Linked DNA regions of Mus musculus: regions 1, 2, 3, 4, 6 and 7 are each linked to region 5. Evidence: chromatin contacts called from public HiCAR-type, HiChIP or PLAC-seq and promoter capture Hi-C data. All regions are on one chromosome and are shown on one strand. Each heading gives the region's core, a stretch centred on a gene start, on an enhancer-like site or on the middle of the called end of the contact. The rest is flanking DNA. Distances are from core to core; before and after follow the strand shown. Region 1 has its middle 64 kb from the start of Gm35023. Region 2 holds the start of Eprs (glutamyl-prolyl-tRNA synthetase). Region 3 has its middle 37 kb from the start of Gm35023. Region 4 holds the start of Rab3gap2 (RAB3 GTPase activating protein subunit 2). Region 5 holds the start of A430105J06Rik (a long non-coding RNA gene). Region 6 holds the start of Slc30a10 (solute carrier family 30, member 10). Region 7 holds the start of Iars2 (isoleucine-tRNA synthetase 2, mitochondrial).

The links. Promoter capture Hi-C pulls out the DNA fragments that hold promoters and counts their contacts. HiCAR-type assays count read pairs that join an accessible place to other places. HiChIP or PLAC-seq counts read pairs in DNA pulled down with a chosen protein or histone mark.
Region 1: a contact with region 5 is called in an H3K4me3 HiChIP or PLAC-seq map of stem cell-derived neural progenitor cells, with 5 times the contacts expected there. The contact joins the enhancer-like site here to the promoter of A430105J06Rik in region 5. A contact is called at or near these places in 9 of 39 promoter capture datasets (3T3-L1-derived adipocytes, the C10 cell line, cranial neural crest and 4 more), 7 of 115 datasets of contacts at active chromatin or transcription factors (cardiomyocytes, embryonic forebrain, fibro-adipogenic progenitors and 4 more) and 3 of 9 other capture datasets (adipose tissue, liver and pancreatic islet).
Region 2: a contact with region 5 is called in a HiCAR-type map of astrocytes, with 5 times the contacts expected there. The contact joins the promoter of Eprs here to the promoter of A430105J06Rik in region 5. A contact is called at or near these places in 11 of 39 promoter capture datasets (cranial neural crest, embryonic stem cells, hematopoietic stem and progenitor cells and 6 more) and 5 of 115 datasets of contacts at active chromatin or transcription factors (astrocytes, cardiomyocytes, embryonic stem cells and 2 more).
Region 3: a contact with region 5 is called in a HiCAR-type map of fibro-adipogenic progenitors, with 5 times the contacts expected there. The contact joins the enhancer-like site here to the promoter of A430105J06Rik in region 5. A contact is called at or near these places in 8 of 39 promoter capture datasets (the 3T3-L1 cell line, 3T3-L1-derived adipocytes, the C10 cell line and 5 more), 2 of 115 datasets of contacts at active chromatin or transcription factors (the 230-238 cell line and fibro-adipogenic progenitors) and 1 of 9 other capture datasets (pancreatic islet).
Region 4: a contact with region 5 is called in a promoter capture Hi-C map of pre-B cells. The contact joins the promoter of Rab3gap2 here to the promoter of A430105J06Rik in region 5. A contact is called at or near these places in 6 of 39 promoter capture datasets (the C10 cell line, embryonic stem cells, fetal liver and 3 more) and 2 of 484 Hi-C or Micro-C datasets (B cells and the G1E-ER4 cell line).
Region 6: a contact with region 5 is called in an H3K27ac HiChIP or PLAC-seq map of embryonic stem cells, with 5 times the contacts expected there. The contact joins the promoter of Slc30a10 here to the promoter of A430105J06Rik in region 5. A contact is called at or near these places in 8 of 39 promoter capture datasets (the 3T3-L1 cell line, embryonic stem cells, frontonasal cranial neural crest and 5 more) and 5 of 115 datasets of contacts at active chromatin or transcription factors (embryonic forebrain, embryonic stem cells, forebrain and 1 more).
Region 7: a promoter capture Hi-C map of pre-B cells shows a contact between it and region 5. The contact joins the promoter of Iars2 here to the promoter of A430105J06Rik in region 5. A contact is called at or near these places in 7 of 39 promoter capture datasets (the C10 cell line, cranial neural crest, embryonic stem cells and 3 more) and 2 of 115 datasets of contacts at active chromatin or transcription factors (embryonic forebrain and pro-B cells).

Annotation. Positions count from the first base shown.
Region 1 is chr1:185,680,526-185,684,566 of GRCm38.p6, forward strand. No RefSeq gene overlaps it. Among named protein-coding and RNA genes, the nearest start is that of Gm35023, 64 kb to the left of the region's middle. Within about 2 kb of position 1,541, at least 24 of the 459 cell types and tissues checked have an H3K27ac peak or open chromatin away from gene starts, as enhancers often do. A contact at or near this core is called in stem cell-derived neural progenitor cells, where this site is marked.
Region 2 is chr1:185,361,465-185,365,253 of GRCm38.p6, forward strand. It overlaps Eprs (glutamyl-prolyl-tRNA synthetase), which reads left to right and starts at 1,580. Exons shown (of 32, transcript NM_029735.2): 1 at 1,580-1,779. The coding sequence starts at 1,734.
Region 3 is chr1:185,653,348-185,657,684 of GRCm38.p6, forward strand. No RefSeq gene overlaps it. Among named protein-coding and RNA genes, the nearest start is that of Gm35023, 37 kb to the left of the region's middle. Within about 2 kb of position 1,859, at least 2 of the 459 cell types and tissues checked have an H3K27ac peak or open chromatin away from gene starts, as enhancers often do. A contact at or near this core is called in fibro-adipogenic progenitors, where this site is marked.
Region 4 is chr1:185,202,731-185,206,984 of GRCm38.p6, forward strand. It overlaps Rab3gap2 (RAB3 GTPase activating protein subunit 2), which reads left to right and starts at 1,438. Exons shown (of 35, transcript NM_001163754.1): 1 at 1,438-1,623. The coding sequence starts at 1,512.
Region 5 is chr1:186,747,398-186,751,760 of GRCm38.p6, forward strand. It overlaps A430105J06Rik (a long non-coding RNA gene), which reads left to right and starts at 1,426. Exons shown (of 2, transcript XR_003948551.1): 1 at 1,426-2,427. Rrp15 (ribosomal RNA processing 15 homolog (S. cerevisiae)) reads right to left here and starts at 1,961. Exons shown (of 5, transcript NM_026041.2): 1 at 1,767-1,961. The coding sequence starts at 1,911.
Region 6 is chr1:185,452,856-185,456,700 of GRCm38.p6, forward strand. Slc30a10 (solute carrier family 30, member 10) reads left to right here and starts at 1,993. Exons shown (of 4, transcript NM_001033286.2): 1 at 1,993-2,824; 2 at 3,497-3,574. The coding sequence starts at 2,209. Gm2061 (predicted gene 2061) reads right to left here and starts at 2,713. Exons shown (of 3, transcript NR_040305.1): 1 at 2,181-2,713; 2 at 1,150-1,278.
Region 7 is chr1:185,327,369-185,331,689 of GRCm38.p6, forward strand. Iars2 (isoleucine-tRNA synthetase 2, mitochondrial) reads right to left here and starts at 2,033. Exons shown (of 23, transcript NM_198653.3): 1 at 1,653-2,033; 2 at 252-374. The coding sequence starts at 1,919. It also overlaps a transcript of Bpnt1 not described here.

The sequences.
Region 1 (4,041 bases), core at 291-2,790, 1.1 Mb before region 5:
ACAGATCCACTGGTAAACATATCCGGTGCTCAGTCTGCCCCGACACCTTTGTCTTCTTTAAAAAATTATCATTCTTTTAAAAAAGACGTTGTTTATAAGAGAAACTGGAATGCTATAAAAATGAGTTTGTAATCCTCACTGGATTCCACTATGATGGGAAAAGCCCCATCACTGGGCATCCTCCACAGTCAGATATCTCCTTTCAGCAAAGCCTTGGTACTTGGCTCGGGAGACAGGAGACAGGAATGCTCTTTTGTTTGTCCTTACGGCTAATAGAGACTTGCTTAAAACATCATTAGTCACCGGGCTGGAGTATCTCTGAGCAACGCCTGCCACCCCTTGAGGGATGGCAGCCAGAAGGTGATCAGGGACTTCTGAATACTTCTAAGGAAATCTGAAATGCAGGGTCCTGAGGGTGGCCAGGTTCTCTGAAACACAGCAGGTCAGTTGAATATCCGGGAGGCACCAATGTCAAAACCAGCTGCCACTTGGATATATCTGTAAATTCTTCTTAGTGCTAAGCAAATGAGAAATTATAGCAGGACTTAGGCATGGGCAGAAGTTAAAAAATCAGGACTCCAGGAAATGGCTTAGGGGTTAAGAGTGCTTATTGCTCTTGCAGAGGACCTGGGGTTCAGTTCCCAGCACCCATAAATAGTCGAATTACAACCTATGTTCGCTCCAGCTCCAGAGGGATCATAGGCCCCTTATGACAGGTGCACATAAGCTTACACACCTGCACCCACTGGTACACAAAGTCACCCACACTACACCTATATGTGCACACAAGAGTGTACACGTGTATGCAAGCGAATGCACTTGCGCGCGCACACATGCACACACATACACACACACACACACACACAAACACACTAACTACACAGTGAGTTCAAATTCATGACCAACTTACAGCGTGAAACCTTCCTTCCAAACTAAACGATCCACAAATGACTGGGAATATATTCATTGTCAGATATATTCAGGGCTCAGTTTGCTTTATTTTTTTGTTTGCTGTGTCTTTTAGATTCTATGGGATTCTCCCCTCCCCGCTCTCTTTTTTTGTCTTTAAGAAGAGAGAAAGGAGAGAATCGAAGAATCACCAAGGCAACTTTCTCCTGCAGCTCTGACTTCTCCCGGCTTTGTCTCCAAATTTTGAGCCAGCCTGGGTGAATGAATGTGAATTTTATCCCTGAAAACAGAGACCAGCTGTCTGATGCCGGCTTCTCTTGCCTGTTTGATTGGCAAGGCTTTCTGTCTCGCTTCCATTAGAGAAGAAATACTGTTTAGATTTCGACACGAGATATCGCCGGCGGAATAAACAGTGCCGTTCTCATGATAAAGTAGATGTTTAAGAAGGAAGGTTTATTTAAACCTTCTAGTGAACCACATTCCACTTGAATTCCGAGACACTCCTACAGGAAACAACTTTTATCAACTTAATTTTGCTATTTTCCAAGCCTGTTGTACACCCAGCAGCACAGTGTATGCCTTGGTAGCCGGGTAACCTTTATAACTAGAGGCTGAAAAGAGGTGCGCTCAGAGAAAAGGCCGAGTACTGGAGGTGAACGGCAGGGGGCGCTCGAAGACTAGGCACTGCGGGAAGGCTAAGGGCCTGCTAAACCAACTTTTAAAAATTTATTAATTCTTTGAGAATTTTATAGAATACATATTGATTATATTCACTCACCATTCTTCCTTTAACTCATCCCAGATTCACCAACCTCCATAATGCCACCCCTCACCCAACTTTATGTCTGTTTCTGTTTCTTTTTAAAAATATCTCAATCCCCATTTGTGCTATTCATACAAACCCGAATGAGGGGCCATCCCCTGTATCCCAGTCCTTTTCTTCCTCCTCTTAAAATGTAGGAAAGGAAAAATGACAGAGCCGCAGCCAGAGAACACAGGACGCCAGAGCACCAGAGACATGCAGCTGAGGAACCGAGTTTTAAAATTGCTCTTTCTTTCAGAGAACTCAAGGAACTTAGACCACATACTGTTATTTTCCACGCCAGTCATTCCACAGCTGTCCTGGCAAACATCCCCTTCTCTTCAGCAGCCTCCTAACTTTCATCCCACCCTAAAGTTCAATTTGGGCCCTGGGCTGCCCCAGCCGGGGAGATACTGTGTAGCATTCAGATCTGAGTGATCATTAAGCCTGAATACTCTAAGCAACAAGACTCAGGTGATTGTAAGCCTCTGGCTGTTCTTTATAACTAGACTTCTGAGTTCAAAAAAATATGTCTGTTAGCATATTCAAGGAACTCCCAGGCTGGGGAGATGATGTAGTTCAAACTTGTGCAGTCCCAGCGTTGTTCCTTCCTGGGAAGTACAGACAGGAGGATCGCTGATGCTCAAAGGCCAGCTTGCCTGGGGAGGCTCTGTCCCAGATGCTTAGAACATAAGAATCAACACCAGCTTGGTTGTCCTCTGACCTTCCCTTTTGTGATGGGCACACATGTGCTCACATTCACACGGGTGAATGAACATGCATAGTCGTGCATACACACACACACACACACACACACACACACGCACACGCACACGCACATGCACACTCGCGCACACACACACACACACACACACACACGCACGCACGCACACACGCTCTCACACACACAGAGCACACACAGAAAGGATGCTCTCTTGTAGAGTAACCAGAGTTCTGGCTGAATCAGTGGAGGATTTAGAACAAAACTCGTAGTTGGCCTAGGACCAGCCAGAGTCAAGCTCCCGGGCCTCCCAGGTGGTGTGGCCAGTCACTCCTGAGAGGGTAGAAGAAGACAGGGATGCCCTGGTGTTGGGATTCAGAGATGTGCACTGAGGAGCTCTGCTTTCCCATTTATTGTTTAATCTCCCAGGCATGTGTTTCTTCATTTGTAGGGTGGCAATTCTTATATTTGAGTTGTTTGAGGCTTAAGAAAATGTATGAGGAACGTTTATAATCTAAGTGTGAAAACAACCCAAAGACAAACCTCACCTTCCCAAGCATAGCTGCAAAATACTGTCAAAAATATGTTCAGGATTTCCCCAAGTGTGGTGGCTTTTGTTTGTAATCCTAGCATTTGGGGGCCTGAGGCAGGAGGATTGCTTTGAATTTGAGGCCACTATGGGCTATACAGTGAGTTCCAGATTAGCCTGGGCCACAGAATGAGACCTTAAGAAACCATGATGATAATATGTGCATGGTTTTACACACACACACACACACCACACACACACCACACACACACACACAGTTTTTGAGGAAGACTGAGGCCTCTGGAATTGTGGAACTAAGAACCTACCTTCTCATTCAAAAACTTTTTCTGTTCTTCACGTATGTTTTCCTCCCTCGCCCTTCTCATTTCTTTCCCCACAATTACCAAAGTCTCTTCTTACAATTCCTGCTTGATAGTGATTTAAGAACACTTAATTTCCAGTATGAAGTGAAGTGTAGATTGGTGATTTCTAGACTTAGTTACAGTATGGGTTGTTTTCAGCCACCTAGGGCCCTGTCAGTTGTCTTTAAATTAACTTATTAATTGGTGGTTGATAAAGTGTACAGCACACGAGCTGTTGAACCATCAGAACTCAATTAAATGACTTACCTTTCTAGTTTCTTATTTGGAAAGGCAATGGGGAAAACATACACAAACACCATTTTTCATTCATTCATTCATTCATTCATCCATTCATTCGTTTCCATTTTATGTTATTGTGAGTGTGGTGTGTTTTTATGTGATATGTGTGTGTGTGTGTGTATGAATGTCCACCCCCTTCTGTATGTATGTGAATACATTCATGTGTGTGCACAGTGTCCAGGTATGGTGGAGGTCAGAGATCACCCCTGGGAATCTTCTTCAATCACTTTCTACTTTATCTTTTGAGACAGAGTCTCTAACTGAACCTGTAGCTCATGTATTTGGCTGGCCTAGGTGGCCACCGAGCCCCAACGAGCCTCTTGGCTTGACCTTCTAGTGCTGGGATGACAGGTACAAGCCGTGCCGTGAGCCTTGCCTTTCACATGAGTGTTGGAGATCTAAGCACAGGTCTCCGTGC
Region 2 (3,789 bases), core at 330-2,829, 1.4 Mb before region 5:
AGAGATTCTGCCTCAGACGATCAAACCAACAAATAAGTATAGTAATGGTTAAAAGACAAGAACTTCAAGAAAGACTTCAGGACTCAGTGTTTAGTATCTTAAGAGTAGAACACTTGCAGAGCCTTGGCTAGATTGCTCAGATGCAAAACCAAAAGCACACTGCTGCCCTAATATTTGTCCTGTTTCCGGGTGTATAAGTAGGCATCTTTCAGGGGGGTTTCTAATCCAAATTCTCTGTGATGCATGTGTTTGCCCAGGGCATTTTCCAAAAGTTCAAGTTCAAGGTGCAGGCGAGATTTCAGAAGCAGTACATATTTACCCTTACCTTCCAATAGCCTCAGGAATGTGCCAATGTTTTCATGTAACTATAGGGTAGCTATTTCTTTGGGTCCCTGCCTCTGAACCAGCATTTATACACAGCCATTTTGCAGCCGGCAAGGTACTTCTATTACAAAGGAATGAAAGAAGGCACCAGCCAGTGCACTTAATGCCATTTTGTTTCTTCTCTGACTCAATCCCCTACCCCCAGTCATACTCTTCTCTAATTACCTTGGATTCCAGAAATGACAAGACAAGTCTATCATGAAGACCTCCTCAGAGGCAGCCACTATGATTCAAAGTTGGAGTTTACTATGTGATTTTTTTTTTTTTTAAAGCATGGGAGTTGACAGGTGCTCCAAAGAGGACGCATACCACAGTCACACTTCATGGTCTTAGCAAGAACACTGAAGTTATTATTTTTAAAGGTTATTAAGGAATTTGGTCATGGGCTGTTCCTGAATTGTTCTTTTGTTTCCACTGTGAACACAAGTTAACTGTTGTGAGGTTCGCAGACCATCCTTAAGCTCACATACGCGTAGGCCTCCAGCCTGAATTATTATTATTGGTTTTTTGAGACAGGGTTTCTCTGTATAGCCTGAATTATTATTAACCCTCTCATTTGAAGATGCTTCTCTCTAAAACAGACAAACAAAACCCCCAAACATTGTCAATATTGGCAGGCTTCACTACAGATAGTAACATCTGGAAATCTTGATTCTCAGGGCCAGGAGGCCCAGCAAGCAGGTCCTTTTTCTCTTTGTCCCCATAGTTTTCTGTATTTCTAGCTTGCCTCCTAGATGCTGGGACGTGCACCACACCAAACAATCCTGAAAATATTTCCTTTTAGAGAAGACTGAAGGGAAGCTCCCTTATACCCAGTGTAGCTCGTCGACTTTGTGCATGGATGTGCCACTGCCCCAGAATGGACTAGTCTATCGTCCGCCTGCTTCCCTCACTTTCCGATGGGTCTTAACGGCTGTTCCTTTTCCACAACGGAGTGGCACCTCACGGGTGCCCAGTCCTGCTGCCAAGAGGCAACTGGAGCGTGCGGTTAAGGTGGAGGCGACGCACGGCGATTACGTTCAATAGCGTTCGCCAGACGTCAGTATCCGCGGGCCGGGGACGGGAGAGAGGCTGAAATGTCGTGGGCGCGCAGCGATGACGCACAGAGTAGCCTGCCTTGACCTCTCTGCAGTCGTGGCGCGTGGAGTGGGGCGGAGCGAAGGCTGCCTTGGCGGGCGCATATTTATGACGTGTCGTAGCGTGCGCACCGACTCCGGCGGTGGCGGCCCGTGGGGAGGAGTCAGGGCTGCGGTGCCTTCGGTCGCGCGCACACGTTGCATCTCCTTGCTTCCACCTGAACCCTCGCCGCCAGGAAGGCAGCCCGACGAGTAGACCGCAGCTCCTGGGAGATGGCGGCGCTGTGCCTCACGGTGAACGCCGGAAACCCTCCGCTGGGTAAGGGCGCCGCCGACCCGCGCGGGTTGCATCAGCGCGTGGGTGCGGGGCTGGTGCCGCGGCGGTCACGCCGAACGAGCCTCCCGCCCCGGGACGGACGGGCCTGTTCTGCTCTGCGGGGAACCCAGCCCCGCGTGGCCCCGGCCTCTGTCCGCTCGGGGCGCCGTCTCCCGAGGCCCGCTGTCCCGGGAGTGGGGGGACAGGACCAGAGCCCCGCGGGGAGACACGAGACTATGGCTGCGACTCTGCCAGGGTCCCAAGTGGCTTTTGAAGTGGAATTAAAACCCCAACTGTCTGTCCGGCCCGTCCTTTTAATGCGATCTAGGAACCTCCCGCCCCTTCCCCACCTCTCAGGAGATCTGAATTCACTTGCCCCACTTTCCCTTCGGTTGTCGAGTTAAAGGGAGCAAGGTAGACTTTTCTGTCAGCACTTGGAATTTTTACTGAGGCTGCGTTGGCTTGTGGTCGAAGGCTGTAATTACGGAAAGCCGTAGGAACGCTGCGGACTAATGCTACTGGCTGTTTTACTACACACCCCGTGGACGTAGTCCAGGCTCGAGTAAACGTCATCCTACGTTCCATTCGAAATTGATTTTTCAAAGTGGCTAACGCTATTGCTAGCTAGTTTAAAATTTCTGTCTTTTCATTACTTTGGGAAACAACCCAAAAATTTTATCATGTAGACTTGGAAGTACTTTTTCTAATACTCAAAAAGTCAGCCCCTTGAATACAATTGGCCATGTGGGGCTGATGAAATTTCTTGCAACCTCAACTTTGACAGCAGTCTGCGCCTATTGGAGTGAAAAGACATTTATTTATGTATTAATGCGCTGGGAAACAGCTCAGGGAGCTTTGCATTGTAGGCAAGCACTTGACTGTTGAGCCACACTCACCAGCCCTAAAAATAGACTGTAGCAATCGCTTGAAATGTTCTAAAATGATAACATTTTAGCATGTTAGTTCCAGTCTCTGTATGCTAACCTCACAACAAATCCATGAGCCCTGAAAGAAGTAGATGTGATTCTTGGTTTGAAACGGCACTAGGTAGATGATGCTGACCTCGTGGCTAATCCTGGAGGCCTGAGTTCTGCCCGCTGCGGAGTGCAGTTGAGATTCCTTGATTTGTTCTGTAAGGAAGAAGGAAACCTTTCCAGCGCTGGTTGCCAGAATTTAGTGAGACTACAGGAAGAGTTTTTTCACATTTTAGCTGTTCAGTGCATAGCTAAACTATAGGTTTGGTTTTTTTTTGTTTTTGTTCCCCCCCCCCCCCCCCGGAGGGGTGGGGTGTGTGTGTGAGGTTTTTTGTGTTTGTAAAAACTGCCTTGAAAAATCACTGCAGGGGACCATGAAGTCTGTATCCTTAAAACTCAGAATCAAATTCTGCTGGTATTCTGGAAAACACTCTTAAATTTGGTTTGCATTTTGAACTCTAAGCCAGTTAGAGAATGTATATTATTTTTCTGCTTGCACCTCTTTCTCTTATTTTAATTTTTTATTGCCTATAGATCAGATATATATTCTCTTTTAAGTAATAAAATTGGATTAAATATTTAGAAAAAACCCATCACATTGTGAGGATTTTATGGCTTTAACATGTCATTTTGTGAGAGTGTGTGTGTGCTAAAACACTTTCAAACTCACACATAGAACTTTCCCCATCCTACTTAAGAACACAGAGCTTATTTGATGCTTCTGCCTCCAGAATACTTCTTCGGTGTCTCCTACAGGCAAGGAATCTCTCCCTGACTTCATCCAGGAAGTATAGGCTGATAGAATTCTGCCTAATGCTCAGTCGTCTTTGTTGTTCTGGGGCTGATTGTTCTAAGTAGTTGCCAGGATCTAGGAGGACCATGCTTTATTTGCCCTTTACTGTCCTTTTTCACGTCTTCTTTCAATGTGGAATGATTTATTAGCTTGGTTTTAATAGCGTTGTCTCCTGAAGATGCCAAACCTCTTACTTATGTATCCCTTAATTGGGTTGTTAAATGTTTCCCAGTGGTTGGCGTCAAG
Region 3 (4,337 bases), core at 609-3,108, 1.1 Mb before region 5:
CTTAACAGTTTTCCAGTGTACAGTCCTGCATTGTTCACTCTAAGCATGGTGATAGAGAGCAGATCTCTGGAACTGACTTCCTTTGAGTAACTGAAATTTTACGTTAGCCTTTGTTAAGGGCAGGTTGCACCACACATATATTTCCAGTGATGTAAACGTCTTCTCTTGTAGCTTTCACCAAGCTCAGCTATGAGCAGTGGGGCCATCTGGATCATCTTGGCTGCGATACTTTTAGTAAAAGAGAAATGATAACCCTGACTTTCGCTGCCATGGTTAGACGGTTCAGCAGAGAGGGAGATAATTAATCTTATGCAACACACATGACTGGAAATTTTGAAAGACTTAAGACATTCTAAGGTGGTGAACAGATCCTCTTGCTGCTCAAGCCCTTTGCTTTCAACCCTTAGGAAAGAGTGAACCCCAGGCGGATCCAATTAACTTGTCTGCCATTGATTTATCTAAAGTATCCTTTTGATAATCTGTAATACCCTCTCCCCCCACACTTCCCTCTCCATGTAGATTTTGCTTGTGTTTTTGTTGTTGTCATAGGAAATGTAGAGGCTGAAATGTTAGTGTTGAGTAGCAGAAGATCCTCTGGGTACGTTACCACCTCTGACACTTGCAACCTTGATGGGTAATTGCCTGAGGATAGGGGATAGTGAGGAGGCCTGACGCTGGTCTACCAGATGATCGAGTGCTGCACGTTAGAAAGTGGGTTTATAAGAGATACAGCTGAGAAGGGAAGAAAACCCCACATTCTGAAATTAAACCAACCAGAGTCTAATAAAATGTCTTTTAAAATTTCTTTTACTTAGCCAAGGCCTTAGGAAATCAGTTTATATCTTGGTACTTTTATTTCTCAGAATTAGGCCAGCATTGTATGCTGTAAAGAAAGAATTCAGTTAATAGTTAAAGTGCATATCAGCATCTTATATATGTTTCAGGTACTCAGTAATGTTTTTAGGTCATCAGAGGTTTAGGGTTCCCAATATGTAAGCACCTAAATTCTTGTGTATTTTTTTAACTCTTTTAAAAAAAGATTTATTTATTTATTTTATGTATGTAAGTACGCTGCCACTCTGTTCAGACACACCAGAAGAGGTTATCAGATCTCATTACAGATGGTTGTGAGCCACCATGTGGTTGCTGGGAATTGAACTCAAGACCTCTGGAAGAGCAGTCAACGCTCTTAACCACTAAGCCATCTTTCAGCCCCTATTTTTTTTTAACTCTTAGTGGAATAGTTTAAATTCTTTTAACTCATGAATCTCTTTGTCTGCTATTCTTGCTATTTTAAAAAAGCATTTATTATGTATTTATTAATTATTTATTGTGTGTTTCCTCATGCAAGCCAGGGAAAAACTTCTCCTTCCACCGTTCAGGTTCAAGGGCTCAGACTCTGCTCATCAGTTTGGGTAGCAGTGCCTTTGCCTGTGGAGCTATGTCATTGGGCCCCTGGCTACATTTTTGGAGCTGCAAAAGTGTTATGTTTTCATACCAAGTAAAAAGAATGGTGGGCACTGTGTAGAAACAGAGGGTGAAAGGTCAGGTTTGCTTTTAAACTTAAACACTGGGTAGGAATCTCCTCTGTTCTGGAGTGGTCAGGGAAACCAGTTTGAAACTTTGAAGAGCAGTCCAGGTTTAAAAGGAATGGGAGCTACCCATCAAATATAATTCCAGCATCAAGAGTATCTTAAGTTTTAGAAAGATAAAAATCATTCTAGAATAGCCTTAAGCATCAATACTCTTTGGGATAAGGAGCCACCTCAGTGACCTGCACCAGTGTGGCCAGATCTTCGAGCCTTAAATACGTGTTCCTGAGGAATAGCTCTTATGAACAGAAAAGGCCAGGGGATGGGTGAGTGGGCAGGCGTGTCGCACAGGGATCTGTTCTTGGATAAAACCGAGGACAAAGAGACAGTGGGTGACTCACATTTAGGGGAAACATAATGACTCAATAATTATTTGCTGCCAAAACAGAGAGAGAGAAAGAAAGAAAGAAAGAAAGAAAGAAAGAAAGAAAGAAAGAAAGAAAGAAAGAAAGGGAACCATCTAAATGCGTCCTTGCTCGTAGCTGGCTGTCAGACCCCTTCTTATTCTGAACATCCGTCCTCTGATTCTAAGCATTTACGATGTTGCAGAAGGGGAATTTGCTATAATAGAAAATGTACCAGTATTCAAGCTGTGGGTAAATCTTTGCCTTCCTTTTCTTCCTGAGGCTACACTCCCTAGCAGCCCCGCAGTGGCCACAGAAGAGACTTTGGACGAGTAGAATTTGGATAGGAAGAGTGTGTGCTACTTGCCAGTTTACATGTTTCCAGCCTTGGTTAGGCCTGTTGCTGAAGTCCAGAGAAGCGTGGCATCCACTGAGGTCTTGGGTTACTTATTATGGGAGCTTGTGTTGTGTCTGAAATATCTGCAAAGAACAATGCTTTAGATGTCATTGTCCTGCAGAAAGGGGCACAGAAAACCTTTGCCCAAGAGAGACAGACAAGACAAGAGAGTTCTCCACAGGAGCCTTAATTAATTAATTAACTTATTTATTATTTTTACAATTGAGGAGGCCTGTGTTCCTGCTAATGCAAGAGGGGTGTATATCCTATGCACTTGTTTCTGGCAAGGCTCACCAAGACTGTCCCCCTTCATTTTTCCTTTTTCTTCCTTAACTTGTCCTTAGGTGTCTGTCCTCAAAATGAGCTGGAAGCTGTCTCATTATGTTGCTTTGTTTTGATTGTACCAGTAATTAATACTTAATGCCATTCAAAGTCCTATCTCTTAATTACGGGCTCCTAGCCAGGCCCTTGTGGCTACAGTCTGTGTCAGTTTGTGTCCAACTTTACACACAGTAAATCAAATATCAATGTGAGAAATGATGGAAGACTTAAAAATCTGATGAAAATCCTACTGACCAGCTGCTCCAATAGCCCATAGAGGCACTGTTAAATAAGAACATGGAGAAAACGTTAATGCTGTTGGAGGAGAAAGCCAACAGGGAAGATGGCAACATATGTACTTGTGAGTGTGGTGTGTTTGTGTGTGAGTGGTGTGTGTATGTGTGAGTGGTGTATGTGTGTGAGTGTGTGCATGAGTGTGTGTGTATGTGAGACACACACACACACACACACACACACACACACACACAGAGAGAGAGAGAGAGAGAGAGAGAGAGAGAGAGAGAGGTGGTGGCATGGATATCAAATGGTAGCTGTGCTTAGAATTAAAATGGCCTTGAACATTCTCCTCCAATGCTGATGATTTGTATATGTTTGGCCCAGGGAGTGGCACTATTGGAGTAGGCGTGTCACTGTGGGAGTGGGCTTTGAGACCCTCATCCTAGCTGCCTGGAAGTCAGTATTCTGCTAGCAGCCTTCAGATGAAGATGTAGAACTCTCAGCTCTGCCTGCACCATGCCTGCCTGGATGCTGCCATATTCCCACCTTGATGATGATCGACTGAACCTCTGAACCTGTAAGCCAGTCCCAATTAAATGTTGTCCTTTGTAAGACTTGCCTTGGTCATGGTGTCTGTTCACAGCAGTAAAACCCTAACTAAGGCAGTGCATTTCATGATCATTCAGGAAAAGTCGAACGTGAAGCTAAATCATCCTCTGCCATCCTGCCAGGTATGCAAGAATCCATGCTTGCTTTGTTCTTTGGTGTAAGTAGCCTATCAATGAATCTAGAACTTAATCTCTGTTACGTTAGTGAGATTGTATTCTTAGTTTTGAAAAACTATTTTACAAAACTTAAGTTTTTACTTAAATTTTTTTTTTTTGAGAAAGCCATTTATTCTTAAGTATAGGTGTTGTTTCAGTGAAGGAAGACAGATATGTTCAGGTTTCATGAGAACTGTGCAGATGGTTAAGAGACAAAGAAACCACAGTCATGGTGCCGGGCTGAGAGAATCAAGGGTAGAGGCTAACAAGAAAACAGCCGTGTGTCTGGGGAGACGGCTCAGCATGTAAACCGCTGGCTGTGTGAGCACAAGGGCCTGGATTTCATCTCCTGAACCCACAGAGAAGCCTGTGCAGTGTCCTGCACTGGTAAGCCCGAGGCTGGGATATGATGGTAGTGGTGAGTCCCTGGTGTGTCACTAGACAGACAAGCCTAACTTGGCAGATCCCAGGCCAAGCGAGACTCTTTTCAAAATATAAGGCAGATGGCACCTGAGGAACGGCACCGTAGCTGGCTTCTGGCCTCCACACACGTGTACACCAGCAGGAGCGTCTCCCCCACATATTCTAAGGCATGCACTGCTTCATCTGGTGCATTGTGGTTGAACTGATCATTTTTATGAGAGGCTGTCAATATATTAGATGAAAGAAGTTGCTTAATATA
Region 4 (4,254 bases), core at 188-2,687, 1.5 Mb before region 5:
AAAAAAGAAAAAAAAGAAAGTAAGCTAAATGGGTTTCAAGAGCTTCATCAGAGACAGAGCAATTTTTTTTTTCATTTACAAAATTAGGATAACACATTCTTTTGAAGTCAGCCATGGTACAGTACACACATATAATCCCAGTGCTTGGACATTGAGGGGAATTGAAGGTTTGAGGCTAACCTGGACTACATGGCTAGACCTTATCTCAAACAATCAAAGAAACAAGACTCCTTGAAGATATTTATGACAGTCTAACTGGGCAAGATATGGAAATGTACTTTCAAATCCAAGTAAAAGACTCAGGTTGGTCTTTAATTTATGTGTATATACTTCAGTAAGTATTTATCAAGGACTCAACTGGGTGCCAGATCCCATGCTAGAGACCAGGTATTTAAGGGGTTAAACGGATCCCCAGTCCTCCAGGAGTCTATAAGGATGGTGCTTTCCTTATCCAAAACCCAAAGGAAAAGTACAGGGTCAGTCTCCCCAGCTCTGTTCTGCCGTGCTGTTTTGTTGTTCTTTCCCGCCTAGCATTCTCTCAGTTTTAGTTAGCTGAGTAAGTAATTGCTTCACTTGGCCTGTGTTAGTCACTAGCTTTTTAGTTCCGTAGGAATGTGTCCCTTTCTGTTCCGAAGCTCTGTGCCTAGAGTGTGGCTGGCACGGAAAACACTAACAAATACTTGTTGGGCGGTTAGATGAACAAACGGATGAAAAGGCAAACGGACGATTACAGAGCACCATTCAATACTGCGCTGGTCCTGTTACTACATCGGGCTTTCACAGAACCGTGGCAACTTATAGATAGGAGTATTTATTTAATACGAGCCCTTAAGGAGCTGCTTTCCATCGCTTTGTTACTTGAGACACTGTTTTTGCATTGTAGCCCAGGATAGTGGCTTCAACAGCCAGAAATTCACCTGCCTCAGACTGAGGTAGGAAGGATTACAGGCATAGGCGCCGCAGACTCTTTTGGGAGTTGGGGTATAGGTGCTGAGGATAGCCTTCCACATTAAAAAAAAAAAAAACAAAAGCACAAACAAAATTACGAAGTTCTCAGGCACCTGCCCACACTCAGCTTAAACCGCCTGATCTGCGAACGATCTAGGTCGTGTCCGTAGAAGCACACCAACAAGATTGTTTGGGTGACTCAATGGCCCCCGCAAAGTTCAATTAGATCACCTTTGGAGGAAGGCCAGAATGACGGGACAAGCTCGCCCAAGAAAGAATGCGGCCAGGCTCCACGTCTAACTCTCCGCCACAAGACCGCGAGTCACGTGTCCGAAGCTGCACCCTCCCTCGGCTCCCGCTCGGCCCGCGCACGCGCAGCTTCGGGGCGTCCCGCGCATGCGTAGCACCCTCCCCTCGCGAGGAGTGCTGACAGCTTCCGGTCTGGCGTCCCCGCCCCCCCAGGGTAGCTGAAGCTTTCGGGGCTCCGTGCTGTCAGCCTTCGGGTGGAGTGGCCCGGGCGTGGCTAGGGACCACGAGCCCCGCGAGGCGGGGTCCCTGCAGCCATGGCCTGCTCCATCGTCCAGTTCTGCTCCTTCCAGGACCTGCAGTCCGCGCGCGACTTCCTATTCCCTCACCTGCGGGAGGAGACCCCCGGCGCCCTGAAGAGGGACCCGAGTAAGTGTCCCGGCGACCGGGACGCGGCTGCAAGCCTCCCTTCCCTCGGCGTCCCGTCTCTCTCAGCCTCAGCCTTTTGCGTCTCCTGTCCTGTCGCCTGTCTGTCACCGCTCCCCACCCCCTCCTTCCCAGTCCCAGCTCCACGTCTTCTCCCTATGCACACCACCTGCTCAGAGATAGCATCCTCCGTCCCAGTCCCTGCCTAATGTCAGCCCTCCACCCTGTGCTTGTTCCAACTCCCATCCTTCTCCATTTCTGGCACTGTATGTAGCCTTTGCTCTGCCCCTTCAAGAGGTGCTTAGCATCCCCACCCTCTTCCATCTCTTTTCTGTCATTCAGATTTACGGAATAAATGGCCGATTGGCAAGTGAAGGGTTTTTAAGGTGGTGAGTAAACTGCCAAGTAAGAAAAGTAACCTCTTAGGAAGTGAGGAGAATCCAGGGTAGGAACTAAAATTACAGCCACATGGTCGAGAAAAGTTAATTGGCGTCTATTGAGGTGAGAAACAGCGCCTGTTATTACCATCAAACAACGTTAACAAGCCCTACTTCATGAATATAAATCCCAAAGCTGCTTACTAAATGCTGCGTATTACCTGAGGATTTTATTATATGCTCCTTTATTTCTCCTTTTGAAAGAGGGTATCTTACTCTGCTTTCTTTATTTTTAATATGAAAATCACTTTGCTCTGTAGACCCAGTAATAATTTTTAAAAAACCACTCTCCTTTTCACTATTTAGAAGCTATCCCAGGGCACTAGGGAGATTCTGCTTCCTAGTAGGGTCTGTCTGAAAAGTAATGTTTGAAAATATCAAATATGGGAGGAACTAGGGATGAATAGTTTGTACCAGTCATTGCTGCTCCCTACCACTTAAGTTTGGTAGTTTCCGTCTGGTAGCACTATGATTCACTGGTAATGTCACGTGTGAGTGAGGGTGCTCTAACATGATAGATGGCTTGACAGGCGCGTGTGTTGAGAGAGAAAGAAGGCCATATCTGAAATGCTTGTGGAGACGTCCAACACTTGGTATGGCAGCTGGAGTCAAGGTGATAATTAGTTAAGGGTGAAGTGTGGTTTCAGTCTATAGAATGCTAACTGTTGTGTCGTGGACTCGCTACTGACGAGAACCTTAGGAAGAGACTGAAGTTGGGGAGTCTTGTAAGGGTTCTTGGGGAGATGGGAGAGAGGGGCACCAGGTGATGGAAATGTCTCAGAAGCTGAAGGAGAGAATCTGACCCTGGTGAGGGGTGGTCAGCAGTTTGGGAAATGTGGCAGAGGTCAGATAGCAGTGGTTTGGGGACGATGACAGCCACTGGGACCCTAGTGCCATTTCAGTGGCACAGTGGCCAGAAGTGTGGGTGTAGGGCCTTGGGGGAATTGGAAAGGGGAAAGTGAGGAAGGTTGTGTGGGACAACAGACGTGGGGTGAGAAACGGGATGTAGAGAAGAGGGGCACGCTTAGATTCTTCTAATTAGATTTCAACAATAGTCCTGGTAAGCTTCAGGGGGTGTGTGTGTGTTCTCACATTCTCCTTATAATCCATAGAGGGGTTTTTGTTGTTTTTTTTTTTTTTTTTAATTATACTTAAACTTAAACATCAATCATTCTGGGCCAGTGAGAAGGCTCAGCAGGTAATAGCTTACTTCTAACCCTGACTACCTGGGTTTAATCTGAAGTACCCACATGATGGAAGGAGGGTACTGACTCCTGCTAGCTCCCCTCATCCCTACACATATACTGTGACACAGACGTGTGTTGTGCTACACACACACACACACACACACACACACCCTAAATGTTTTTAAAAACTACAATCCCTGCATGGGTTCTAAGACCTTTCCTTTGCTGCCTCCCTGCCCATTGGTTTTGAGACGGAGCCTGGGACTTACTATGAGCCCAGGCTGTCCTCGATCCTCCTCTCTTGTCCAGCCTCCTGAAGGCTGGAGTGCAGGTCCAGCCACGCTTACCTGTGCCTGAGTCCTCTGCTCTTGCTGTTGACTGTGCCTGGGACGTTCTTTGCAGATTTCTGCGTGCTGGTCACATCTTTGAGTATCAGCTTAAATGTCAGCCCCTCACAGCAGCCTTTTCTGACCACCCACTAGCCCCCCTGCTCCAGCTTCTTATTCTCAAACATAGCATCGTGCTTTGTCACTATCTCTGCGCTGTCCGTGTGGTGCCTCGGGACTTAGTCTGACTTTTGAGGCCTTCAAATGTGGCCATGCAACTGAGAAACCACAGTTTTAATTCAGCTTAAAAGCCAAATGTGGATTATGGCTGTAATAGTTTTCTTGGTACAGGGATAGATGGTAAAAATCATCTATATAACTATATAAACTATATAGATTAAGGGCATAAAGTGAACTTGTCTTTGACCAACCATACAGGACTTGTCTAAGGACATGCAGTGAAGCCAGCTGGGAATGCAATCACCTTGCACATATAGACTCTGTCTATAGGCTATTAGACTTTTAAATTGGAGTTTTCAGTTTGTACATATTGGCATTATTATGGCTGAAATCCACTCATTTGGAAAATAAACAACTAGCAACCCCCTTTCAGAAATTATATCTAACTTGTATAAATGCAGCGTTAGTTTACAGATAAAAGTTGACAACATAACTTGCTCAACA
Region 5 (4,363 bases), core at 176-2,675:
GTTGATGTCTTACTTAAATGTAATAGTGTTTTTTTTTTCTTAGACAGTAATGCTTACAATTATTCAATTCAAAACTGTACCATAGGAGATAAAATGGCTGAGCAGGTAATGGCACCTGCTGCCAAACTCCTATAAGTCCTCAGACCTCCACATGTGGGTACACAGCAAATAAACCAATGCAGTAAAAACACCACCAGGACCAGAGCTTCTAATTCCTGCCCAACAGGTTGTTTTTTTAACCCCTCTGGTGAGGGCTGAGGACCTCAAAAGCTTAGTCAGCTGCTTCTTGGTCTTGAAGTCCAAGTGCACTCATTCGTTAACTTATGGACCCCTGAGTGACAGTTGTTGATCTAGGAACTGAGGTTCAAGTGTCTGCACACTTAGGGAACTTTCAAACAGCACAAACGCTTCACAAGATTTAAAACGTGGTGCTTTTAAAGTGAGCAGAGTGGGGCTGGAGAACATGTGCATGCATTGCTCTTCCACAGGAACAGTTTCTTCCTCAGCAGCCATTCAATCTCCTCTCACGCCCAGCGCACATACATACAACTTAAAAATAAATAAAGTAATAATAATAATAAAAGCGTCTAAAGAAAGCAAAGCATCAAGCCTCAAGTGAGAGTGACAGAAAAGGCTGCATTAGAAAAATAAGGGAAAATCTCTTTGACAAGTACTGGACCAGAGACTGAAGTCAATGAAAATGTAGGTGACATACAGGTGTTTCAGGAATACTGCAGGCAAAAGGCAGAGACCTCCAGAATGAGCAGCCAACATGAACAGAAAACAGCAGAGCAGCAAGTGACCAGACCTATCATGCAAGTTAAAAGCAAGTTAAAAATTCTGAATGTTACTCATGAACTAGTGGCTTCCCGTAGTAACTGAAGCCACATTCGCGGTTAACTGAAAGCATTAGCCACACCGAAGCAGTAAAGGAGTGTGGGAGCCAAATGCCTGAGCTTCCTAAGAAGCTCCTGCCAAGAAGTATGTTTAAAAGTAGCAGCCAACCCCAGCCACACAATGGGGAGACCTCCGGAGACTCACCTACCTTTCATTCTGAAACTGTATCAAACGTTACTTCAGTATCTCTCCTTTACCATTTCTTTAACTCTCTCTTTTCTAACTCCCAAAGGCTCACAATCCCCCCTGCACAGTAACAGTATTTCTTCTCTCTTGTGGCCTCTTGCTGCTGGCTCCCTGAGCCTATCCCACCCATTATTTCAATCGCGACCCTTCCTTTCACTTTGCTAGGGGTTCCAAATAGAAGCTCGCAACATTGCTCTTACAGCCGTTTCTATGATCTGCTAACAAACTGACTGGCTGTAAGTAAAAAGAGTCAAATCCTCCCAAAGATGCGAACATTTTGCAAGGTTCTCAATACCAGCTTTGGTTCTTCTGTGCCCAAACACTTAGCCTATGTTTTGATCTGCGACAACTAACCGTGTTTTTACTCCACTTCTAAGCGGGTACAGGACCTGCAAAAGGCCTGGGGTTATCGCCTGCCCATCTTTTGCTCTGCTCTTAATTTGTGTACTGCCTGTCATTATCTCTTCCTTTACTGTTAAGTTTCTGATTGGCACCGGCAGTTTCGCCCATCTCAGTAACAGCTGACTGAGTGGAAACACAAAATTAACCGTGACAGCGAGGAGCCTCGGAACAGCAGGGCTCCTCGCCCAACCTCACTCGCCCCACACACTCAACGGCAAGGAAACGCAACCCTAGCCATGGGAAGGAAGCTCAGCCGCCGAAGCTCCGCCAGGCCACATTACCTTCTCCATCAGAAGAGTCTTTGACCTCATCTTCTAGCTTCGACGCTGCAGCCTTGGCTACCATCTTCATCTTTTTCTTCTTCTTCGGAGAACGCTTCAGTATCTCCCCTGGGCTCACACGTGAGTCCTGAACGGCCGCAGCCATCTTGGCTCGCCGGAAGTGCCACCTGATAATTCCGTCGTGTTGCAACACACGGAACTTCCTCCTCTAGTTCCGGAACAGTTGTCCCGCCTGAAGTTCCGCTGTGGGAGCCTCGGGTAGGGACGGAGAGAGGACACGACCTACCGGTTTTCTCCGGCAGAGTCGGTTCCTGGCCTCACCCCGGCCCCTTCTGGGCGGCTGCTGCTGACTGCTCTCCTTTCCCTCCCCCAGAAGCTGGGTTCCGAGTTAGAAACCGCATTCCGAACCCACTGAATCGAGACTCTCCGAGAAGGAATGGATAACAAGGGAACAGCTACGGAATCAGAAAGCAAGCTCAACTCTTAACATGTTCTTGTGCTGGTTTGGCTTTTGTTCTGTTGTTGTTGTTGTTGTTGTTGTTGTTGGCTATTGTTCTGTTGTTGTTGTTGTTGTTGTTGTTGTTGTTTTTCCCCTAAGGACCAAGCACGGTGTTTTTGAATGGACGTTTCTGGATTTTGATAGATCTGAGAGGCTGCCCGGGTAAGGGGCGGTGGAATGAGCCATGTCCTAAATCCTCCCTAGCACCTGCCCTAAACTAAAGCAGCCTTGCAGTTAGTCCCAAGGTGGGGTTTGGGGGTGAGGGCGACAATAGGATTACCCTCCTAAATTAAACCTTTAAATCCTACCTAGTTCCTTCACTAATCTGCTAAACTCAGACTCCACCCTTCCTTCGAAGGACTACAAATGTAAGGAATCCCCTTGGTTTTGTGACTTGCTCTTGGATTCCCCACCATATTCCAGCCCCCACCCCAAAGCCCACCAGTGTTATTAAAGGATCTGGTCTCCTGAAATACGTCCCAGCAGCCGTCTATAGCGAACCAGTAGGTTTTCATTCTTTATATATTGGTTTTTAGTACTCCAGATTTGTCTTAAAAGAAAAAGAAAAGCTGGGCGTGGTGGTGCACACCTTTAATCCCAGCACTGGGGAGGCAGAGGCAGGCAGATTTCTGAGTTGAAGGCCAGCCTGGTCTACAGAGTGAGTTCCAGGACAGCCAGGGCTACACAGAGAAATCCTGTCTCGAAAAAAATAAAAATATAAGAAAAGAAAGAAAAGCAACAGAAAATGTGAATCCTCATGTTGATTGATTTCAATTGGTGTCTATGTATGTATGTATATATATATATATATATATATATATATATATATACATCCTAAAAACAAGAAAACATTTTTTTTAATGGCACAGGAAATACAGCTTTGTAAGTATGGTTTAAGAGACGATCAGATGCCAGCGTAAGTCTCTGAAAAGAACAATTCCAGTCCACATAAATGAGTTTCCCAGGTATTGCTACTTCCTGGGTCTTCTCACCTCTATAGCAGTACAGTGCTTTAATTAGAACGCTGTGCTGGCTGGCCCTGAGGCTACTTCGCTTTGGTCACATATTTAGCACTGTAACAGGGCCCCAGACCTTAGCCTAACTGACTCCATGATGGAAGCACCATTCAAGCTGTAAGAAATGTAGACAGTACCACCTGTCAAAACAAAAACAAAGACCTAATCCATCAAAGTCCATACAGTTCTGAGAAAGTCTCAAAATGTACTAACCTTCCTTTTAGCTTCTACAGTTCCATTTCTGGCTAACTGCTCTTAATAACTGAAGTATATCAACTCAGAGCATAGGGTTGTGCTTAAAGGCTCGCCCTCAGAAAGGCTCACTGGTACGGTGAGATCCTAAAATCCCAGTCCAGTTGCTGGGCAGCTAATAAAGACTTTTTTTTGGGGGGGGGGGGGAGGCAGGGGTTTGAGACAGGGTTTCTCTGTGTAGCCCTCACCGTCCTGGAACTTACTCTGTAGACCAGGCTGGCCTCAAACTGAGAAATCCGCCTGCCTCTGCCTCCTGAGTGCTAGGATTAAAGGCATGCGCCACCACTGCCCAGCTAATAAAGACTTTTTATTGACTTAAGCTATGTCCTCTCCTTCTCTAGTGGATACCCCACAGCAGCACATTTTGTTTTTGTTTTTTTAATATTTATTTTCATTTTCTATACAATATATTTCAATCATATTGTCTCACTTCCCCCACCTCCCTACTAACTCAACTTCACATTCTTCTGCCCTCCCCAACACCCCCCCCCCGAAACACCAGCGAAAACATCAACAAAAATTTCAAAACAGACAAACTATTTTTTTTTTAGATTTATTTTCTATTTTTGTCAGCCTGGATGTGTTTATGTGCCCCCACATGTGCCTGGGGGGGGGGGGGAAGAGAGGGTAGGATTGATCCCCTGAGCTGGAATCCACTTGTGAGCCCTCAATCACGGGTGCTAGGAACCCAGCCAGGGTCCTCTGCAAGAGGAGTAAATATTCTTAATCGCTAGGCCATCTCTCCAGCTCCCAGTCTCTCTCTTAATTTTTTTATACTTATCCTTTGTCAAATTCATATGTGTGTTCAGCATATCTTGATAATAGCTACT
Region 6 (3,845 bases), core at 743-3,242, 1.3 Mb before region 5:
CACAAACACACGATAAATACGGTGTGATAGAAACTAAACAAATGGACATGCTTTCAGGAGAAGGCTCAGAGGGAAGAGGGGGCTTCACGGGGTATGAGAAGTAGACCCGAGGGTGGGGACTGCAAATAATCCCAATACATTATATGCGTGTACAGGGCTGGCAAGAGTAAATTCAATCCAAATTATCAGTATTATTCTTTTTTAGGTTGAGTGTTTTGTTAGTGGATTCCAGTCTCAAGCCAATCCTCTAGGACATTTGAGAGTAAATGCCTGCACCACTGTCCCTTGCTGCACCACTGTCCCTTGCTGCACCACTGTCCCTTGCTCGTTGGCTTTGCTTTGAGGAAGGCATAGAATGTATTTCCAAGCTCCAACCCTGTGCATTTTCTCCATGAGGGTGGTTAAAGTTTATGGGGAGACACGGTTATTGTGCTTTGCCTTCAGACCCTTCCTAAAATGAGTGAGGCACAGGGCTCCCCCATCCACACCCCACTTGTCTTAGCTAGGGTTTTACTGCTGTGAACAGACACCATGAGCAAGGCAACTTGTAGACAACCTTAGCTACCTCCGGAACACAGCTTCTCTGTGCTCTCAGGAAACACTTCTCCGATTTCACCTCGGTGATGCTGGTCTCTTCTTAATCACTGCTGATTTCTTAGCTACAGTCAACCAGCATCCATTGTCCCAGTAGTTCCTTCTGTTCTTGACCCTAAAGCCAGAGCCACGTGCTGAAGTTGCTGCTTGCTGGGGCTGGAACATGGCCCCCTTGTTCTATTACAGTATCACCGGATTTCTGTTTTCCAACTCCTTTACTGCCTAAGCTTGGCTGTCCTGGAACTTGCTCTGTAGACTGACTTTGAACTCAGAGATCAGCTTGGCTTTGCCTCCTGGGATTAAAGGGGCGTACTGCCATGCCCGAACCTAAACTTAGCTGTTGTGGTCTTGCCCCAAGGTCACCACATATTAAAATCCTTCTCCTCTGAAACCTCTAGAGCCAGGCTTCCACAGTTCAAATCACCCTCAGCAACAAAGTCTTCCATATTCCTGCTAGGATGGCTCACTGAGCCCCGCTTAGAGCATTCCACTGCTTTCCAAATCCAAAGTCCCCAAACCCACATTCCTCCAAACCAAAGCCTATCACATCGATACCTCAGTCGATGGTTACCAACTTCTGTCTCCGAAGTGACCAACAGCAAATACCCTTTCTGAAGGGGCTGCAGTGTAGACTCTCAAGTCCAGGACATGTTCCCTTTGAGTGATTGTCACTTGGAACAGGGTCTATTTGGAAAAAAAAAATTGGGTCAATTGAACTATGAGTATAGGGTCACCTTTAGGGGCAGTAGAAATTCTTTCTGACAGACTAGGAAAGGAGACCAAACCTGGCTTCTTTGATGGCCAAGGGACACAAAGAATCCCAGCCTTGGAGTGCTATACCAGTGCTCCATACTAATGCTAATAGCAGTGGCAGCCATGCACCCTGGGCTGCCTGCCTTCCTCTCCTCTGTAGACAGCTCGACTCAGATAGAGACCCCTAAAAGGGAGATGGCGATACTGTGCTATAAGGGAGTAATAGGATTCGTGGCCTTTGTGAAGAAGAAAGGATAAAGGGTTTTGACTATGGGTTCAGGGACAGGGGTTAACGGGAGGAATGAGATACCATTTAACCAGTGGAAAAGCAGGAAACACCTTTAAGGGCACTAGGCTCCACCAGCTCATATGGAATCTGCCCTGCAACTCGCATCTGGGCACGTAGGCAGCGGTGCGCACACCCACTACAGCCTAGGTCCTTATCAGCGGCATACACAGATCTGTAGTAGCCCAGGGGTGAAGGCGGGGTGGAGTTGGAGGAGCGGGACCATCCCGTGCATCTCTCTCTCAGAGAGGGTGGAGGTGGAGATTTAAGAAGATTGACATCCCAATGCGCCCCTCCTCCCAGCAGCTCCGGTCTCCAGCCCAGACCTAGAAGGAGACACAGGCTGGTGGCCACCAGCCAAATCAAGCTTGGGCGGCGAGGGAGGAGGGGCAGGGGCCCCGGGAGGTGGCCTTTGCGACTCTGGGGCCACTCCTGCAGACTCTGGTCCCGCGAGCGCGAGCTGGAAGCATAAAAGGTCCGGGCGGGTAAGGGCGGGCCTGCAGCAGGAGGTGGGCTCCAGACCGCCCCCCCCACCCCCCCCGCCAACCTGTTGCGGGGCGCAGCGGGCTGTAGAGATGGGCCGTTACTCAGGCAAGACGTGCCGGCTGCTGTTCATGCTGGTGCTCACCGCGGCCTTCTTCGTGGCCGAGCTGGTGTCGGGTTACCTGGGCAACTCCATCGCGCTGCTCTCGGACTCGTTCAACATGCTGTCAGACCTGATCTCGCTGTGCGTGGGCCTGGGCTCCGGCTACATCGCGCGGCGCGGTCCCCGCGGCTCCAGTGCCACCTACGGCTACGTGCGGGCCGAGGTGGTGGGCGCGCTCAGCAACGCAGTCTTCCTCACTGCGCTCTGCTTCACCATCTTCGTGGAGGCCGTGTTGCGCCTTGCGCGGCCCGAGCGCATCGACGACCCGGAGCTGGTGCTTATCGTGGGAGCCCTGGGGCTGGCGGTCAACGTGGTGGGGCTGCTCATCTTCCAGGACTGCGGCGCCTGCTTCTCCCGCTGCACGCGGGGTCGCCGGACCCGCCCTTCGCAGCAGCCAAGCCAGGGGGATCCTCGTGGCGCTTTGGGGTGTCCCCAAGAGGCTGCGACAGCCACAGCTCCTGGCTCGGGCACAGCAGTGACTCTCCGGGGGTCCTCGGCCGGAAGAAAGCAGCAGGAGGGCGCGACCGTGTTCTCTAATGTAGCAGGTGCCTTTCGGTTGCATCCTTCCGGACTGGGAGCACTTTGTTCTTCCCTCAATTCTCCCTCCTCCTCCTGGCATCTGGACCCCTTTACTCATCCACTACCTCTTTTTCGGCTCGTTTTCTTGACTGATTTATCAAAAAGTCCCTTCGCTTCTCTTCTCACTTAATTCTCCATCTTTCCCTCCCTCCTCGTTCTCCTTCCTTGCTTGCCTTCTCTCCCCCCTCCCCCGCCCCATTTTCCTCTCTTTCTCCTTCTTGACCCTGTAGTCCTTATCTTCCCCTCTCCTGTGGCAGTATTGATCTTGGAAATCAATTCTTAACTATTGGGCAACGGAGCATTTCCTATCCTGCCCCTTCTCCGGTGCTAACTGGATGTTTCCTCCCCTGACATCGGTGTCAGGGCTATCTCCTGCCTCTTGGGTATTGAGGATCTGGGGGATAGGTGTAGGCTTATCCTTGTCCCGTTTTTAATTTGAAAGCTGTGTGTGTGAAGACCAAGGGTGGACCTCGGGCTTCCTCTGGGTTAAAAGGTACCTATTTGGGCTGAGTGTAGGAGAAGCGGGGGACTCCTGTATGCTAAGAGGAATTGAAAATAACAAAACCGCATTTTGAGATCATTGGTTCTTTTTGTTTGTAGAACTCATACACAACACAAGGTTTCTTCTTTGAATGCAGGTGATTCCCTGAACACCGAGAATGAACCAGAAGAGACGACGAAAAAAGAGAAGAAGTCTGAAGCACTCAATATCAGAGGTAGGCTTGTCTGTGGGCTAGCTCCGGCTCCTTTCCCTGACTCACGGGTCTGTGCTGTGAGTACTTCTGCTTTTAGGAAAGCAACAGTGTGCTGGGAAGTGGGTCAGTTACCTGCAGACTATGACCCTCTCCTCTTGCCTAATCATCGCATTGATTCTGAGGGAGAAGCTGGTTGCTAATGATTTATCTTTGCTCTAATTAAGCCACGCTGAAGCTGCCTGTTCCTGGGCTGACCAGATCAGCGCCATGTTCCTCTGAGTTACACATATGT
Region 7 (4,321 bases), core at 783-3,282, 1.4 Mb before region 5:
CACATGGTACATCCCGGGTTCCTTACCACACACACAAGGTGTATCTGGAATGCAGTTCACTAGAAGAATACTTACCTAGCACAAACAAGGCCCTGGGTTTGACTCCCAAACACCATAATAAATACATAAACTCACTAATAATTCATGTATTTGCACAGGCCAATACTAGTTTATATAATTACCATACACAGACAATATAAACTCTTTAGCAGAGTACTTACTTCCAAGCTCTACACTTCAATTCTAATTACCTTGTTCAGGGCATGCCCAACATGAGGGTCACCGTTGGCATAAGGAGGCCCGTCATGAAGGCAAAATTCCGTCTTTACTTTTCTTTCTCTTTGCCAGGAATAAAGCTCTGAAAAGCCACATTTCTGTTAAAAAAAAAAAAAAAAAGCCAATGTTTAGATATCACATAAATACATAGACCCTTATCAATACCTGGTCATCATTTATCCCATTCCAATCCATTCAGCCCAGAAATAGAACCTGGAAAACTTTTTGGAATAAACTAGAATTCTCTTAACACTTTCAGTAGTCTTTATTTATTTATTCTTAAGATTTTCTTTATTTTATTTATATAAGTACACTGTAGCTGTCTTCAGACACACCAGAAGAGGGCATCAGATCCCATTACAGATGGTTGTGAGCCACCACGTGGTTGCTGGGATTTGAACTCAGGACCTCTGGAAGAGCAATCAGTGCTCTTAACCACTGAGCCATCTCTCCAGCCCTTCAGTAGTCTTCAAAAATCCCAACAATTCTTCAGACTAAAGTGTAAACGTTTATGTGGCATGGTGGCTCTAAATTCTTAGCAAGTCTCTCAGTATTCACTACCTCAATACAGACCTGCTGAAAAACCTGTCTATTCCCAGTCCACTCTGCCACCCAAAACACACTGGTAATTTATTCTTTCAATTCTTTGGCCTCAATAATTCCCTAAATCCAAAGAATATTCAGGCTAACGCTATTCACTTAAGCAGTATTCCTGATTATCAGAAATATCTTAAATACTCTAGTGTGCAGACACTAACGAATGAATCTCAGACGTTAGCAAATTCAGTATGACATAGGAGACAGATACCGACGACACAGGGGACCCAGAAAAGGGCCGCTACTTTGTCCTTCAAAGAAATCATGATTCCTGTGAAAAACCTAAACATGTGACTAAGGTGGGGTTCAACCTCCCTTCTTTGGTAATACTTTTATAATGTTTTAAGTTTAGTTTTAAGTTTCTCTTTGATTATTCGTGTGTGGTGCACGCGAGCGCGGGTGCCTGCAGACAGAGGTCAGGCATCGGATCTTCTGGAGTTGGAGTTACAGGTGGTTGTGAACTGCCAGACTTGTGTGCTGGAAACGGAACGCGGATCCTCCGCAAGGGTGGCAAGCGCTCTTAGGCGCCGAGCTACCTCTCCAGCCCACTCCTGAAGTTTCATTTACACATGCTCACGCTGGCTACTTTCTGACAAGTGACAAAGGGAAAAGTGTGCAAAGCCGACTCGCTGGGAGCGGAAATCGGAAGGTGCTCGGTGCGGCTCCGGGCTTCACTTTGGAACCCGGCCCGCTGGGCGCTCGCCGGGGAAGCCGCGCGGCCTGCAGGGTTCCCGCAGAGCTGGCCCGCCCCGCCCTGCTCGGGTGGCCGCGTCCGGTACCTGCTGGATCTCCAGCTCCATGTCGGACTGCTGGCGGCCCAGCAGCTTCATCGGGAAGCTGGTCTGCGGCAGCAGCACCGTGTCACGGTATCTGCCGCCTTTCGAGCTGCTCTGGGGGCTGTCCGCCCCGGCCACGGATCGTACCACGAGCCTCCTCGTCATCCCCAGACACCCTAGGCGGCTGGGCAAACGGGCTGGCCCCCAGAAGCTCCCAGCCGCGGCGACCGCCGCCGCCCCGGGCCCGCGAGGGCACAGCCCCCAGTGCATGGTGGACGAGCCGGGCGGAGCCCTCCGCACACGGCCCACGGCAGCCGCCCGGTACCTAAAGGTAGAGACCCTTGAAGAGCTCGGCGGCGAGGAACTGCGCACGCGCTCCGGGGCGGAAGGGGCGGGGCAAGAGCAAGGGCGGGGTTTTCCGGCTTGGAAGTCTGTATCTCTACAGGTCTTTCATGAGGTCTAGTAGGGGTAGAGAGAGGTGTTTACTATCACTCGGCTTTCCCCAATCAGATACATTTAATTAACTTGTCCAGGGTCATAAACAAAAGTAGCAAAGCTAAAGCCGTGCAGTGGTGGTGCAGGGGATTAGTCCCAGCACATGGTGGCAGAGCCAGTCGGGTCTCCAAGTTCGAGGCTAGCCTGGTCTACAGAATGAGCTCCGCAGGACAGCCAGGGCTACACGGGTTTACAACTGTAATTTTGCCATTTTTGTGCCACACTTTAACAAAAATGTATAGAAAGTGACTACAAACAAGATAAAGGAAGGGGGGAAAGGTAAGCACAGGCAATTCATAAAAAAAATATAGCCAATGAATGCAAAACTATGCTCACCTTTGGGAGTCAGGATGACACAGAGCCATCTAATAGATTAGAACAAGCATGAAGTTTGGTAGCAAGTATCGAGAGAGTGGAAACGTGGACTGCCAGAGGTAGTATACAGCCTGTTTTGCCTTCTCATTTCCGTGTGTGTGTGTGTGCATATTTGCATGTGTGGGCATGCATCTATGTGTGCATGTGGAAGTCCTAGGTTGATGGTGGGAATCATCTTCCATGCCTCTTTCACCTCATTCAAGGAGTTAGGGTCTCTCAGAAACAAAGAGCTGGCCCATATGGTTAGTCTTTCTAAGCAGCTGGCTCGGGGGATGCGGGCCTTCCCCCGCACCTGGAATTATACACGGTGTTTAAGCGTTTTTGTGAATTCTCCTGTTTGTACCACCATCTCCCCTGCTCTGTAGTAAATGACAGCATTTACAATACCGTTCTCTGAACTGTAGTTTCCCATTTGAGAACCTGACTGACAGCTGTCATCTCACAGCAGCATGAAGAAAACATTACCACCAAACTCTCCAGAACAACTAGCTGTATTCAATCAACTAGGCTGTTTTCTGGGAAACCCTATGAGAAGATATGTAGCTGGTCTGAGCTACTTTGTGGATTCTTTTCCCATGCTTTATTCTCCCAGTTTCATCCTCTACCTCTAGATAGGAGAAGAACAATGATAGAGGAGAGAAAAAGAGATACAGACCCCAATCTTATTTTCTCTGTGAGCACAACTATGCCACCCTGTCTCCACTCTTTAGCATTTATATACCATCTGAAAAGTTGATTTCAAATATCATACAATCACAGAAATTATCCACAGGTAGCAAAACCACGCCTCTGCTAGGGCAAGAGGCAAATCAGAGTCAGCAGCCGCTGTCATAGTTGGATGGTCTGAAGCAGCCCCATATCCCCGCATCTGGGATTCAAGCAAAAACATTTGTTTGTCTGTTTTTTTAAAAACAAACAAAAACAAAAAAAACAAAACTCCAGAATTCTCCCTACAAAGATACTGTGAGCTCATGAAAGAGGCATACTTCCCAGAGTGCCGGTGGACTCTGCATCTCAGTGGCTAAGCTAAATCCATGAGAGAGAATGTATCTGTCCGTATTTATGGCAATTGTTACGCCGTTACAATGTAACTACAAAAACTAATGTATGGACTGTTAAGTTTTTTGTTTTGTTTTGTTTTGTTTTGTTTTGTTTTTTGATTTATTTATGTGTATGAGTCTTTGCCTGGGTGTATTTATGTGCACCATTTGTGTGTCTGGTACCAGAGGAGGTCAGAAGAGGTTGTGGAGCACCATGGAACTAGAGGTTTGGATAGTTGTGAGCCTGTGCTGGGAACCAAACCCCAGTGCTCTGGAAGAACGTGTGCTCCAAACTGCCTGCTGAGCCATCCCACCAGCATCCAGTGTACGGCTTTAGAGGGTGTGTGTTGTAGACATTTTTACCACACCTGAAAGGTATGTCTAAATACAGAGTAAATGAAATAAACTAAAGAAGTCTTTCCCAGGGCTGGAGAGGTGGCTCAGCTGTTAAGAGCACTGACTCCTCTTCCAGAGATCCTGAGTTCAATTCCCAGCGACCACATGGTGGTTCACAACCATCTGTAATGGAATCAGATGCCCTCTTCTGGTCTGTCTGAAGATAGCTGCAGTGTACTCATATACATAAAATAAATAAATTAAAAAAAAAAAGTCTTTCCCAATCCTAGCGATATGTAAGTGGTGTGTGTGGACATTTCTCGCTGGGCTGGTGAGAATAGGAGTGTGTAGTACAGGAAAAGCTGAGGTAGGACTGCCAAGAATTCGAGGCCTGCCTGAATGATACCGTGTGTGTGTTTATATGAA